Regions from separate parts of the Sus scrofa genome. Here region 1 is linked to region 2. The links are chromatin contacts, called in public Hi-C maps. All regions are on one chromosome and are shown on one strand. The core of a region is the stretch at or near the end of the contact, and the rest is flanking DNA. Distances in the headings are between cores, read along the strand shown.

Evidence for each region. Hi-C and Micro-C count contacts between places; a contact is called where the count stands out from the background.
Region 1: a Hi-C map of embryonic fibroblasts shows a contact between it and region 2, with 3 times the contacts expected there. The contact joins the promoter of CDKN1A here to the promoter of KCTD20 in region 2. A contact is called at or near these places in 2 of 47 Hi-C or Micro-C datasets (embryonic fibroblasts and mesenteric adipose tissue) and 1 of 2 datasets of contacts at active chromatin or transcription factors (alveolar macrophages).

What each region holds. Positions count from the first base shown.
Region 1 is chr7:32,351,910-32,356,530 of Sscrofa11.1, forward strand. CDKN1A (cyclin-dependent kinase inhibitor 1) reads left to right here and starts at 2,867. Exons shown (of 4, transcript XM_013977858.2): 1 at 2,867-2,996.
Region 2 is chr7:32,144,617-32,149,612 of Sscrofa11.1, forward strand. KCTD20 (BTB/POZ domain-containing protein KCTD20) reads left to right here and starts at 1,428. Exons shown (of 8, transcript XM_005665921.3): 1 at 1,428-1,612.

The DNA.
Region 1 (4,621 bases), core at 1,617-4,116, 210 kb after region 2:
CTCACTTTTGGGAGACTGCTTGGAGGTGAATTCCTCTGAATCTTGACTGCCCCTGTTAGGGACTCCCCAGGCCTTTTCTGAGAAATTGTGACATTGTTCCCAGCACTTCCTCTCCCTTCCTGGGCAGCTCCTGTGGCCACCATTGAGCCTTCCTCACATCCTCCTTCTTCAGGCTAGGGCTTTCCACCTTTCTGTTCTGCCATCACCTCCTTCCTGGGTGGGGGCTGAGCTGGACCCTCTTGTCCCTCGAGCTGAGTCTCACTCTGTCCCTAAGCCTCCTGCTTCCTAGGAGTCTTGCCTGGGCAGCAGGTTGTGGTCCTGACTAGCATTCAGGCTCTCAAGAACATGTCCTAACATGTTGAGCCTTGGCATAGAAGAAGCTGCTGGCTGTTTTGTCCTCGGGGCCACCTGCTTTCAGAGAAAAGGTGGGTGGTAGGAGGCAGGAGACCCCCAGAGACCCCAGGGAGACCTTGGTCTGAGTTTCTCTGAAAAAATATATGATTTGCAGCAGATCCCTTGGGAGTGGCCTGAGACCTGTTGTGTGTGTGTATGTGTGTGAAGGCGTGCACGTGCATGTGTTTGTGTGTGTTTTAGGAGTCAGATCTTCCCTGTGGCTTCTAACAACCTACTTCTTAGCCTGTTCAGGGCAGAAGTCCTTCTTTAAGGGTATAGGTGGCTTGGAAGTTCCCTGTGGCGCAGCAGGTTAAGGATCCAGCATTGCTGCCACTGTGGTGAGGGTTCAATCCCTGGCCCAGGAACTTCCACATCCTGTGGATGTGGCCAAAAAAACCACCTGGCTACACATTCAAGTGTATGTCTGGAAACTTTTTTGGAAAAGTACTGAACCGTACTAGACACTTAGTAGGTGCTTAATAAATATTTGTTGAATTCTGTTGTGGTGGTGGTGATGGGCTAGAAGTTATAAAAAAATTCACTTCCTAACAACAACAACAACAACAACAAAAAGAATTATTTCATTGTGGAGTTCAGTACCACAAAACTTCAAATAATTCAATACAAGCCTTCATTAAAATTTTTTTTCCCCAAAGTAAACAGACTAACAATGTCAAGTCTATTTGAAATGCCTGAAAGCCAAGGGGATTCAAGGCAGTAGGAGGATGTGTCTGTTCTCTGCTGGACATTTGACAACTTAGCCTTTGGGTGGTGTGGCCATACGGGTGCACCGGAGGTGGGGAGGGCTGCTGCAGAGGTCCCTCGGCCTTTTTGAGATGCTTTTGAATTCTGGCTGCAATCCTGGCCTGACTCGAATATCAGGTCAGAAAGGGGGGCTGGTAATGTCCCCTCCCACCCCTGCCCGGGCTCCTGCCCAGGCTGTAGAGGAGAGGGAGGCCTGTCCTCCCCGAGGTCAGCTGCATTAGAGGAAGAAGACTGGGCATGTCCGGGCAGAGATTTCAAGACACTGAACAGCCCTAGATGTCAGTAATTGTAGCTGCTCCAAGCCTGGATTCTGTTTTTTAGTGGGATTTCTGTTTAGATGAACACTGTGTTCTATGTTATTTTTTAAAAGCAGAAGGTGTAAATGTTTTTGGTGAGGGGAGGAAAAAAGGTGAGGTTCAAGAAGGGCTGGGAGGGTGAAGGTGGGGGGAAGCACCTCACTGGTTTTTGTATCTCTCAGAAACACAGGTGGACATTTCCAGAATTGTCTCTCAACAATGTCACCTCAGTATACTGCCTGGAAATGAGGGGTGCAGGGGGTTTCCCTCATTCTAGAGCCACTGAAATAGAGAGGACAAGGAGCAGAGAGCTCTGAGTGAGAGGCAAAAGGCTTATGTTCCAACCGTCACCATTCATTTGCTATTTTACCTGAGTCAGGCCACCAAGCCTCAGTTTCTCAGCGGTGTATGTGGGCTGTGTGGGGACTATCCAGGAAATAACCCACCCACCAAATCCCTTTCCTAGCCATCAAATCTGCTGCAATCACAGAGCTTTCTTCTGCTGAGGTGAGAGGGAGGTGGGTGCAGGGAGTGAGGAGGAGGGGGGAGGAAGACTAGTTCAGGGTCCCTTTTCCTTTGGAGACCCTTTTCTTAGCAGTGTCCCCAGTCCTTTCCTTCCCTGGGGCATTTGACAAATAACAGCTTTTCACCTCTTTAGTTCTGTGGGTCTCAGTTTCCCATCTGTGAAATAAAGGGAATTAAATCCTGTAGGGCCTCCAAGAATGCTTTGGTGGGGATGTCTGGATGCCTCAGTGATGGGGAGAGGTAGTGTAGTGAGGGACCGGTGGGAATAGTGGTGGTATAGTGAGGCTTTTCTGGGAATTGTAAAGCCAGGTGTATCTTGTAGTAGTAGTAGTAGTAGTAGTAGTAGTAGTAGTAGTAGTAGTAGTAGTAGTAGTAGTAAAGGATGTTATTTGTTAATGTCACCCCTTGTGGTCTATTCAGCTGCTTTGGGTAAATCTTTGCCCAGAGGCAGTCGGCAGTGGACCTGAGAGGGGGTTTGTCCACGATGCCGACACCTGAAGGAGAATGCCAACTCACTCCCCACTTAAAAAAACAAACAAAAAAAAAACCCAAAAAACAAAAAAACAGATTTGGGGCCCAATTCTGGGGCGGGAGGAGGGGCGGGAGAATGTGTCAAGCGTACAGACTCGGGAATGGGGAGGAGGGAAGTGACTTCGCGAGGCTGGCATCAGAGCTCTGAGCCAAGGGAAGCCGCCAAGAGCCTGGGTCCTCCTGGTGCGAGGCGGTCCCTAGCACGCTGTGGGCGGAGCATCAGGTCCCGCCTCCCGAGTCCTTTTATGAGCGCTGAGCCGGGCGGCGCCAGCTGAGGTGTGAGCAGCTGCCAGAGTCGGTAGTTGGGAGATCCGGAGCTGGGCGCGGATTCTCGGAGACACCGACCCTCAGAAGAGGTGAGGGAGCCAGGGCAGGCAGGAGCGGATCCCCGGCTGCGGCTCTGAGCTGAGCAGAGCGTGTCCGCGTGCGTGTCGGCGCACCTCCGTGGGTGTGTCCGTGGGGGCGTTGTATGTGCTGTGTTCACAGGTGAACGGCGTGCTTGGGTCTGTGCGTGGGTCTCGGTTTTGCGCACACGGGGGTCTGTACGTGCGCCTGGGACCGGGGCCGGGATGTGCGGAAGGCTCTGGGCAGGGAGAGGGGGCACGAATATCGAGGATCCTCGCCGGGCTCCCTCCGCTTGAAACTGCTGGGGCCAGGGAAGTATTGGACCGGACCGTGGGTGCGCCCTGGGCGCCCGGCTTGGCGCGGTCAAGGCGTGGGGATGAAGCCCTGTCCACGGAGGGCTCCAGGAGGGGCGTGGAACGCCGAGCAGGGCAGGTTCATCTGAGATCCGTTCCGCGGTGGCTCTTGGATCCAGTCAGTGAGGCCCCAGCCCAGACCCCCGAGGTCTGGGTCCCTAGCGCTGCCGTGTCCGCCAATAGGCTGGGCGCTGAGGTCAGCGCGGACTGTCCTCAGCCCTTGGGAACGTGTCGGGACACGTCCCTTAGGGGTAAGCAAAGAGGTGACTCTCGGTGACAAGAAGACCCTGGAGGAACGGGCTGGGTGAGGTCAGAACTCCGCCAGCGCTGGGAGACCATGGCTCCCCCAGAAGTCCCCTTCCCTGCGTCCCCATGGTCTCTGACCCCCTTCAGCACAGTGACTTATTTGCCTGGCACAGAGTGTTCCCAGGGAAGCCGGGACGCCGGGAGGTCCACCACTGGGTTCCGGTCCCCGCCCCGCGGCGCACCCTCGGGGACCTGGAGTCGCGGCCCCGCGATGGGTGGGCTTGTGCCTGTCAGTTCGAGAAGCATAAAGGCCGGACCTAACTTTCTCGCACCGCCTCCTAGAGAACCCCTGCCCAGCCTGCAGCTGGGTCGGGCGTGTGGACTCAGGGGCGAGAACCGAGGCCGGCTCCGCTGCGCTGCGGGATACGCAGCCCCCGCCGGGGTGGGAGGCAGGAAGGGGTCGCGACTTTGAGAAATGGGGCTTCAGGGTGCGACACTGTTCAGGGCCTCTTTCACCTGCATTCGTGGGCTGCAGTCACCCCAGCCTAGTCCAGAATTCCGTCTCCGAGGGTGACCCGGCTGAGCGGAGCTGGAGGGCGAGTCTCCCTTCGGGCGCCGCCGCCGCCGCGAGAGGACTACCGTGCGTCGGTTTTGTCCGCCGGGTCCGGGGGCCCTCGGGGGACACTTGCGCCCTCCTCGTGCGGAAAAGAATTTTGGAAATGGGTTTGGCACTTTAGGCCGTCTAGGCAACTCCCTCCCTCCTTCCCTTCCTCCACGTTGCGTTTCGGGGAGGACTTTCGAGCGGTTTTGTTTTCGTTGCTCCCGTCTATTTTTATTTTCCAGGGATCTGACTCATCCCCTGGTTTGGGCGTGGAGATAAGGTGGAGAGACCAGATCTCTGCGCGCGCCTGTGCGCGCGCGTGTGTGTGTGCGTATGTGAGAGAAAGAGAGTTAGTGTGTGAGTGTGTGTGTGTGCGCGCGTGTGACAGGAGACGGCGCGAGAGCGCGCGGTTTCCCAACAGTGGCGGCGTTTCGGAAGCCTGGCTGGCTCAGCGTGACGTGTTTGCGGCCCCCGCTCCCCCTCCCCTCCCCCTCCCCGTCCAAGGGTGACGCGCAGCCGGAGTGGAAGCGAAGTTTTGGCGGGCGGGGAGCGTTTTGCAGGAAACT
Region 2 (4,996 bases), core at 178-2,677:
TATTCAAACACAGTACCAGGTCCTTACAATCATTATAAGTGAAGTGAGAGAATAGGAACTGGGAATGCCCTCTATAGCTCTAAGATCAAATTATAATGATCAAGTTTATAGCTTGTTTTTGAAATTAAAGTTGTTGCCTTTAATGAGGCAATTTTGCTGTACAAGTATCCCACAACCATTTGCAACCTACTGGAATGAGATATTTGCTCATATTTCTTCCATTTCAATGCTAATCCTCATTAGCCCCACATTAATTGCTAGACTTACATAAAAAAGTTGACTCAAAACACTGTTATTAACTTAATAGGTTTTGAATAGTTTGCATAATCAATATAGCTTTTTATTTAAATTTCATAACTTTTATTATTTATTTATTTATGTCTTTTTGGGGCCACACCCTAAAAAGGCATATGGAGGTTCCCAGGCTAGGGGTTTAATCGGAGCTGTAGCCACCGGTCTATGCCAGAGCCACAGTAACTCGGGATCCGAGCCGCGTATGCGACCTACACCACAGCTCAGGGCAATGTCAGATCTTTAACCAGCTGAGCAAAACTGAGCGAGGCCAGGGATCGAACCCGCAACTTCATGATTCCTAGTCGGATTCGTTTCCTGCTGTGAAGTACAAAAAACAGAAGAAATGACAAAAAGGACTGATGCTATTTCTTTCTTTTCATGCTTTTTAGGTCATGGACTATATACAGATTTTTTTTGTTTTGTCTTTTGTGTTTTTAGGGCCGCACACGTGGCATATGGAGGGTCCCAGGCTAGGGGTCAAATGGAAACTGTAGCTGCTGGCCAGCGCTCACCGCAATGCAGGATCCTCAACCCACTGAGCGAGGCCAGGGATAGAACCTGCATCCTCATGGATAGTAGTCAGGTTCATGTCCTCTGAGCCACAAAGGGAACTCCAGGTTTTTTGAGTGTTGAAATATTTTACTCGTAGCACGGCCAATTTCCCACTAATTTGCTTCAGGTTGATTAAAAATTTGTAATTCTGCTTTATTTGCTATGGTATGTAGTTTCATTAAACTCAAGGTTAGGGGGAGAACGTGGGCATTTCCCGCCCTCCTTTCGGTCAGAATGCCTATGCAGATACGGGCTTCCAAGCAAAACGTGTTAAAGGAACTCCATCATTCTTGCCGTCTCCTCCACCAAAAGTATGCAAAGATCTGGCCTCCACAATTTTCTAAAAGCACTAGCTGTCCCAGGGCTGTGCGAGCTTATTTCACAATTCAGGTAACTACTAACTTTTCCGTTTTATATCTTTAATAATTGAAAGAGGGTATCCGCAGCTCGGAAACCAATCTACCCTGGTAGTGACGGAGTGAGAACGACCGCACTGCAGGGCTTGCGCGGGATGAAACGGGACCCCCTACTGCGTGTGGCCCAGCGGGCGGGCCCGAGCCCGACCTTCCCGGCGTGCCCTGCGCGCCGAGGGGGACTCTTAACGTGAAGTGCTGGGTTACTCAGCCGCGTGGCCGCGCGGGCCGAGGCGGGGGCGCGCGCCGCTGCGGCACTACCGGTCCCCGCGGCGACTGCTCGCGGCGCCGGGTGCGCGCGCCTCCCGGGTGGATTCGGGCCCCGAGCGCGAGAGCGCGGCAGGGAGCGTCAGGTAAGTCGAGGCGCGGGACAGGTTGGAGGCGAAGACCCGGTGTGGCAGCGGGCCTGGCCCCAAAAGGTGCTTTCCTGTCGGGGGCTGGGGAGCCATCTCCTCCGGGCGCCGCTCGGGTGGCCGGCGCCGGGTCGGACCTCCAGTTGAAAGGCCGCGGGGCTACGGTCATCTCGAGGAAAAACGTTGGCAAAGGAGTTGCGGCCGCTGGTTTCCTTGCTGAGGGTAAAGCCTGTTTTTGGGGGGCAGAAGGGAGTCGATTTATGTGGAAATAGCACCGTCGTGGGGACGACTAAAGTATCAACTTGACTTTTCTGCAGGCCTTTTGGTGTTTTTATCCCCAAAGAAGAAAAATGATGAGCCCTGCCGTGTAAATGGATAAAACGTTTGCAGACGCGTTCTTTTCTAGCAACTAATTGAATTCATTAAAAATTAGGTAGTTGGTCAGACTTTTTCCCAAACTCTGGAGCGGAGAGTGCACACTTTTTGCGCCCCTGCTTCGAAGTATGTCTTCTCTGCCACCCACAAATTGCTAGCTTTCATCAGTGCCTCTGAGTGTGAAAGCGCTGGGGGAGCCTGAACCGGTAATTTTCTTTTAAATAAAACCTTGCTTTGTATAGCGTTCAGTGTCTTCAGGTTTACAAGCCTAGTTTTGCTCTATTGAAAAAATCTATTTTGGAGTTTGTGATTCTTTCTGAAAATTCCTGGATTGAACCTACTGATTTTTAATCGAGAAACCAGTGAACAAACTAACAAGATAAACAAGGCTGTGAGGAACTGGTTAACCAGTTTATGAAAATGCGTTTTTCAGGCCCTTTTAATTGTTCCCTTAGTAGCTGTTAAACAGCTATCTGCAGCTGTTACCTGAGAATTTAAGGGTTTTTTTTAATGTTCCCCCAAACAAAGTGTTGTAGTTACAGCAGTTGAATATGATGAATCGGAGTCAAAGAACTTCACCCTCAACGCGTCCTGGTGCCTGACACTTCCACCCACCCCACCCCCCACCTCGATTCTGGGACAGTAGTTCTCAAAATAAGTTTGTGCCTTAAAAATGCCAAAACCCCTCCCAGAAATTTTAAAAATAATTTAAAAAAATTTTATACAATTTTTAAAGGTCACTTTCCATTTGCAGTTATTACAAAATATTGGCTGTATTCCTGGTGTTATACAATGCATCCTTCAGCCTATCTTATACCCAATAGTTTGTACCTCCTTTCCCCCTCCCCTGTATTACTCCACCACCACCACTAGTTTTTTTCTCTATATTTGTGAGTCTGCTTCTTTTTTGTGCTATTCACTGGTTTGTTGTTGTTGTTGTTGTTTAATTTCACATATAAGTGATACACAGTATTTGTCTTTCTGTGTCAGAATTCTTTCACTTAGCATACTGCCCTCCAAGTGCATCCATGTTGCTGCAAATGGTAAAGTTTCGTTCTTTTTTTATAGTTGAGTAGTAGTCCATTTTGTATGTGTATCACCTCTTTTTTTAGCCGTTTATGTTACTTCTTTGTCCTGGGAATTGTAAATAATGCTGCTATGAACATTAGGGCATGTATCTTTTTGAATTAGTGATTTGGGTTTTTTTAGATATACAACCAGGAGTGGAATTACTGGGTCATATGGTAATTGTGTTTTTATTTTTTTAAGAAACCTCCATACTGTTTTCCACAGTGGCTGCACCAATTTACATTCCCACCAACAGCGTACGAGGGTTCCCTTTACATCCTCACCAACATTTATTTGTATTCTTTTTTTGATGATAGACAGGTGTGAGGTGATATCTCATGATTTGTACTACTCCCAGAAATTTGATTCTAGAGATCAGTGATGGATCCTCTAGGCTGCATTTTAAGCACGCACCTCCTCCATTGTTCTGTTCTTGGTGATCCAGGGACCACACTTTGAGAAACGTCATCATAGGGCTGGCGTGAGAATTCTTAGAACTGCCCAACTTCCTTATCCCTTTGTTGATTTACTTTCCTCTGCTGCCTATCCAATCATAAGCCAAGGTCTGACTCTCTGGAAGGAAACTTCAGGAAGGATAGTGCTTTCTTGGACTCTGACACCAGAGTAGGAAATACTTTCATGCGTATTCCGATATTGCCTGAGAGGTAGTCCTTGCCTATTACTCTGTCCTTTTACCTCCTGGGGGCTGCTTTCAGTGTCATCAGTGTGTAAGCCATGCCGTTAGGCCATCTCCCTCTCCTCCCCGCTAATTCAGTCTCCTTCCCCTTAGAACCAGGGCAGCCAATGCCATGTAATTCCCATGGCCTTGAGGTCTCAGATTTCCTGGTGTGTAGCAGCACCAGTAGCATTTATGAGCGCTTTCAGTTCACCTGAACATGAATTCAGTCATCACATACCCCAGTAATGCCTATTTTGTGCAAAGCACTGTAATAGGTCATTTTAGCAACAACACTGCACAGAGGTTGCAGAGTTGCATTGCTCCCTTGAGGCCATAGGAGGGCTGGAGAGCCTCCTCTGCTGCCAAAAGCTTTTTCTGTTTCTTAGTCCCTCTTAAGATCGATGTGGAGAGGAATAAGGCTGGAGTTAGGCTGTGTGTTTTTGACCTTTTTCTGTCTTTCTTTTTGGTGTCCGTTTTTCTTATTAATCTTTTTCTATTGATTTACAAAATGTCATGTCGTTGCTTCTATACTCTGGGCTTCCCGAATCAACATGCCTACCCCTCCTTGGCTAATGGGAGTAAAAAGTTAGGGAAATTGTTGGAATACTGGATGTTTTCTGGTTGTAAGACCCAGAATCATGGAACTAAGAGGCTTAGAGAAACCAGGGAACCTATTGCAAGTTTCCCTAGTGCAATCCCCTTGCCTTTAAGATGAGGAGTCTGAGAGATGAGATGGCTGAGTGAGGACTCCTGGCTCTTAGCCCAGTGTTCTTCCCACTAAATCATTGCAGGAAGAATGCTTCAAAAATGGAAAAAGTTTGAAGAAACTCAGCTATAAGTAGATGAAGAAAACTGAGAGACTTTCACCCGAGTACAAAAGCAGTATTTGGAAAAATGGAGATTGAAGGACACTGTGTTCTAACTACATAAATAAACCATGAAGAGTGGAAATACTAAAATAAGGAACTCTGGAGCTTGAGATAAATAGTAAAAGAGTTCCCTCTGTGGTGTAGTGGGTTAAGGATCTGCAGCTGTGGCATAGGCCAGCAGCTGCATCTTGGATTTGATCCCTGGCCTGGGAACTTCCATATGCTGCAGGTGCGGCCAAAAACCATTAGTAAAAGAACAAATAAGAGCAAACAGTTACCTTGTTAATCCCAAGAAATTTAGGAACTTGGTATTTTTTTTTTAATTCAGTAAAGGTTAAGATAAATACACTGGTGAATTTTTATTATATACTAGATATTTGGACAGTATCCAGA